Regions from separate parts of the Danio rerio genome. Here region 1 is linked to region 2. A link is a contact called in public Micro-C data. All regions are on one chromosome and are shown on one strand. Each heading gives the region's core, a stretch centred on a gene start, on an enhancer-like site or on the middle of the called end of the contact. The rest is flanking DNA. Distances are from core to core; before and after follow the strand shown.

Region 1 (2,761 bases), core at 35-2,534, 150 kb before region 2:
ATATGGTCTAAGTATTTCAGAATCTGCTGATCTACTGGGATTTTCATGCACAACCATCTCTAGGGTTTACAAAGAATGGTCTGAAAAAGAGAAAATGTCCAGTGAACAGCAGTTCTGTGGGTGCAAATGCCCTGTTGATGCCAGAGGTTAGAAGAGAATGGCCAGACTGGTTCCAGCTAATAGAAAGGCAACAGTAACTCATTACTATCGAGATATGAAGAAGAGCATCACTGAACACAACACGTCCAACCTTGAAGCAAATGGGCTACAGCAGCAGAAGACCACACCGGGTGCCACTCTTGTCAGCAAAAAACAGGAAACTGAGGCTACAATTCGCACAAGCTCATCAAAACTGGACAATAGAAGATTGGAAAAATGCTGCCTGGTCTGATGAGCCTCGATTTCTGCCACAACATTCAAAAGGTAGGGTCAAAGGTGAAGTCAACAACATGAAAGCATGGATCAATCCTGCCTTTTCAGATATCAATCCAATAGAGCACCTTTGGGGTGTGGTGGATCAGGAGATTCGCATGATGGATTTGCAGCCGACAAATCTGTGATGCTATCATGTCAATATGGACCAAAATCTCTGAGGAGTATTTCCAGTACCTTGTTGAATCTATGCCATGAAGGATTAAGATAGTACTGAAGGCAAAAAGTGGGAACAACCTGGTAATAATAAGGTGTACCTAATAAAGTGGCCAGTGTATTTGCAGTTGTTAATGCATTGATTAAACAGTCTAAATACGATAATAACTATTAGGTAACTTTTTTTTACTCTATTCATCTAATCTTAAACACAAAATAAGATATTTCGAAGTATGTTGGAGGTGGCCATTGACTTACTATGGAAAAAAGTCAAAGGCTACAGTGGTCCACATAAGAAAGAAACTCCAACAGGTTATGATGAAAAAGTGGAGAGTCAGTAAATCCTGACAGAATTAGCATTACTTGGTTGAACTGTCTGACTCCCTACTACAAGCTCCTAGATGTCCATGTTGCTAACTGAACAGATAAACAGAATCCCTAGAGAAAGCTACATTGGGATATTTCCCGTATCGCACGAGCAGTAAAAACATCAGAAAAGGCACAATATTTAGAAAACGTATCATCCTATTCTGCACTTGTTTAAAACTCAACAATGTCAACATGTCCAGGTGCACGACACAAGATTTTGCTGTGAACGGGATTCCCTCTAAATATTTGCATATCAGTACAAAGTAGTTTATGCAACAGCAGGTGTGCTCATGAAACATGCTGTCTTTCTTTTCACCACTAGAGCACGCTAAAAAAAAGAAAAGGGCTTCTGTATCCAGCTTTGATGGTCAATAGATCTAGACTGCTGTATAAACAAACCCACTCCGGGAATCAGCTTTCATTTGTAATATCAGAGTAATGTTAAGAAGAAAAACAGAAATTACAGTGAGGCTTGGATAGTGGGAGAGAAGCGAGTGGACGTGGACTGGCACTCCAGTGATTGTGAGACAAGTTCTCACCTGAGCTATAATCTGGAGATCTAATTCTATCTCCCTCCGAGCATGTTCAAACCTGCATGCCATGCGCATGAATCTAAAACTGCTGGGCTCAAATGAATTACATCTTCAAGCTCTCTTCAAGTTTTTGTCATAAAGAAGTTTAAGCAAAAGTAATAGCTGTGACGGGATATTTCAGAACAACTCTTTTTTTTAACAGACATAATTTTAAAACTTATTATTAACAATACTGTGTAAAATATATTTTTGATGTGATTTTTTTCTCTCTTCCTTCGACAAAGTTTTTAAATGTTGAATGTTGTCACAAGGCAAGAGGAGGATAGATGATGAAATGCCACAGATGCCAGAGCATTATTGGAAAAGCACTGATGGGCTAAAGACAACAAGATTAAATAGTGCAGCATATGTGTATGCTTAAAACAACAACAACAACAAAACTTTTGAAGTTAGGGTGAAAATATCCCATTGAAGTGTCTGCATAAAATAACATGTATAAATTGATTTGTAATATATTTAATATCTGAAATAATATTTCTGACAATGAAATCTATAATAAAACTATTGATTAATATTATTAATATTATAGATTAATAATATTATCTAGATAATCTGAATAAAACTATGGGTGAGTCATTAAAGTAAAAATAAAACAACATTCTTACTCTGGGCTGGTTGTTCTTCATATAACAGTTCTGTCTGGTTCTTGAATCTGATTGGCTGATAGCCGTGCAATATTCTGCAGTAGCAGCACTCTAACAGCCTCTTATCCCTTGTGTATTACTACGCCCACATAGAGTGATGGTAGATCACTAAACTTACTACAGTTTGACAAATAATGCAGCCGTTGGACAACATAATGTACTTTTGAGGCTATTTAGGTGAGAAAGTAGTTGTTTAGATTTAAACTATGCAGTTTATTTATTAGAATAGAGACTGTTTTAAATATTTATAATTTCAAGGATTCAGCAGCCATTTGCTTGTCATACTAAGCAGACCAAAGATGGTTGCGCCACAAGATGGTGACAGAGATCACATAATAAGTTCTTAGGGGGTGGAAAAACTCAGTGTTTTCTTTTAGTATTTTAAACTACAGCTGGTTAAATCACTATAAATCAGGTAAGTGACATTCTAAGTCGATCTCTCTCTTTTGTAAGTTGTGGTTCTCTATTTTTACCACAGTCATCTGCTAGTGTTTGCTTTGCTTTGGCTTTTTGGGGGGGGTTAATTATTGTGATCTCCCTATTGACACAGAAAAATACAGGGAAATG
Region 2 (2,700 bases), core at 18-2,517:
GGGGATTCAATTTTTCTGAGTCTGCGTGCGCAGCAAATGGGTGGGGCTTGAGATCCATATTAATGTCACGCCGACACGGCTAAGGACTCGTTACCCCCACAATTCATTTGAACCACTCTGAATCGACTCTTTTATAAATGAAGCATTAGTTTTAAACACTGTGCACTTTCAGATTCAAGGCTTAGCTGGATATTTCACTTGACTGTAGAGCTGTATTACACACTACATGGAAGGTCATTTTCAAAAATCCATAATAGGGGCTCTTCAATATAAATTCATATATTAGAGATTTAAACACTGCTCATAACTCTGGGTTATTGTTGGTCTAAAGCAGGGGTGTCACAACTTTTTCATATGAAAGGGCAAAAACAAATCTCATTGATAGCCGTGGGCTGAAGATAAATATACCAAACTACATAACATTAAAGCTGCCATGGGTACTTTACTAATTCATATAATTTTTTTATAATATTAAAAAAATAAATAGAAAACATTACTTTGAATTATATTAACTAATGCAGTGTAACTTTTTAAATGATAACTTATAACAATAAAAACATAGACAATTACATTTGTAACACAGTGGATTTCAATGCTGAATTTACTAGGCAAGCAGAATCTGCCTTTGCCTTGATTTACTCACCAAAGTCTCTGCATTGACCCTTTTTTCTTTCATTTGTACATTTTAAACTAATTCTGATTAATTTATACCATTTAAATTGAAACATTTACTTTCAGAAAGCCTTTTTGTAGCTTAACAATAAGACAAACAAATAAAAGGTACATCAAATTTGATATGACTCTAAACCATTCTCAGATGGGATGGCGGGCCAAATCAAAGGTTACCAACTTTGGCCCATGTTCTGAACACTACTTTTAGCTCTAGGTAAATCAATGTTTTTCACTCAAAATATGTAAAAACACAAAGTTTATGTATCATAAACTCAAAAATATAAACTCAAATGCCTGCTTATGTAATAGTGCAATTCTTGGTTACTGATTTTATAGTTGCACAGCTATAAAATAGATGTCTGTAAAGTTTTACTGCACATCAGTTTTTATATTTACACTTTTTTCACTTGCTTTTAGGGATTTCCTGGTCTAAAGGGTCAAAAAGGAGAACCATCCTATCTAAATATTCCCAGCCAAGTAAGTTGCAACCATTCTTCATGAAGTCAAATCACACATGACAACATTCTATATGTACACACAGTCATACACTCATCCACAGTCCTACAGCTCGTTTACTGCCAGCCTGTTAATAATATGTGTTGTGAGGCGGTTGTAAATCTGGGTGTGGAGTGCAGACCTGTCTGGGAAAATCCCTCAGTCATTTTCAACACCTCGTGCATCTTTTATATTACCTGTAGGTTTTAAATCTTCTTAGGTGGGCCATGTGTGGACGATTGTCTTTAAAATGAAAGTTCACCCAAAAATGAAAATTGTGCCATCATTTTCTCATCCTCCACTTGTTCTAAACCTGTTTGAGTTTCTTTCTTCTGTTGAACACAGAGGGAGATATACTGAAGAATGTTAGATAAAACTGAATTTAACTTCCATTTTTATTTATTTATTAGTTTGTTTGTCTGTTTGTTTACAATTTTATCTTTTTATTTATTAATTAATTTGTTAATTTATTTATTCATTTTTGTTCCTACTGTGATTGACAGCGGCTGTATTTTCCAGTATTGTTTTACATTTTATTGTCAACAAAATAAAGAAATTCATAAAAGTTTAGAAGAACACAAGGTTCAATATTTGTCTCTTTAAAGATATAATATAAATATATTACATTTTAGCCTGTTTTAAAACAGGTATATCCCAATAATCTTCATTTATTTCACATTTTCTAAATAAAGACTGGTGCCTTTAAGCTTCTGAATGGCAAAAGAGTGCAACGGTGTCACACACAAACAACATTTATCTTACTCATTAAACTGCATTCAATATTTAGAAGATATCTCTGTGACTGTAGGCTAATGATACTAAGGATGAAAACTGAAAACATAAATAAAGAATAATATCGAAATTATATGATTATTTTCATATGTAGAGCTGCTTTTAAGGTCATATTACAGCTTTAAAAATGCTGATGAAATTAACTGAATTAACCTGGAATCTGGACCAGGCTGAATGCTAATATTGTTCTGCATTCAAGCTGCTTTACAGCTGAAATTGATGAACTTTGCAACAGTGATTCAGCCAATGTCCTGTTTATTATTGTGTAGGAGATTTAGAAATTAAGGTGATTTATAGTTACAGCTAAAATAATTTAGTTTTAAATCTAATAAATATGCTAATAAATAAATTGGATAGGATTAGATGTAAATAAAGGTTGTTTGTTACACAAAATCTCTGACAGCTTTTATTTCCCATTTAAGTCTTTAGTCATCTTTAAATTGTTTTCCAGAGAAAATTGTGACACGTTTTATACTATTTTTTTCCTGTTAATTTTTTAATATTATTAAAAAAAATCAAGTATCACTTTTTTGTAACTATTCTTTGTAATATCCTTAGAATATTCTCACCCAAGGCCCTCCAGGTCCACAGGGATACCCAGGTCCAATTGGTCCCAGAGGTCCTGATGGATTTGATGTATGTATTTCTTTCTTTCTTTCTTTCTTTCTTTCTTTCTTTCTTTCTTTCTTTCTTTCTTTCTTTCTTTCTTTCTTCTATCTATCTATCTATCTATCTATCTAT

The links. A called contact is a pair of places that touch in the nucleus more often than the background predicts.
Region 1: a Micro-C map of caudal fin shows a contact between it and region 2, with 9 times the contacts expected there. The contact joins two enhancer-like sites. A contact is called at or near these places in 5 of 18 Hi-C or Micro-C datasets (caudal fin, embryo, hematopoietic stem cells and 1 more) and 1 of 4 datasets of contacts at active chromatin or transcription factors (caudal fin).

Annotation. Positions count from the first base shown.
Region 1 is chr7:52,968,749-52,971,509 of GRCz12tu, reverse strand. The region is part of intron 1 of col4a5 (collagen, type IV, alpha 5 (Alport syndrome)); the gene reads right to left. Among named protein-coding and RNA genes, the nearest start is that of col4a5, 23 kb to the right of the region's middle. Within about 2 kb of position 1,284, at least 1 of the 62 cell types and tissues checked has an H3K27ac peak or open chromatin away from gene starts, as enhancers often do. A contact at or near this core is called in caudal fin, where this site is marked.
Region 2 is chr7:52,815,373-52,818,072 of GRCz12tu, reverse strand. It overlaps col4a6 (collagen, type IV, alpha 6), which reads left to right. Exons shown (of 45, transcript XM_073907322.1): 8 at 1,090-1,149; 9 at 2,518-2,595. Among named protein-coding and RNA genes, the nearest start is that of ankrd46b, 59 kb to the right of the region's middle. Within about 2 kb of position 1,267, at least 2 of the 62 cell types and tissues checked have an H3K27ac peak or open chromatin away from gene starts, as enhancers often do. A contact at or near this core is called in caudal fin, where this site is marked.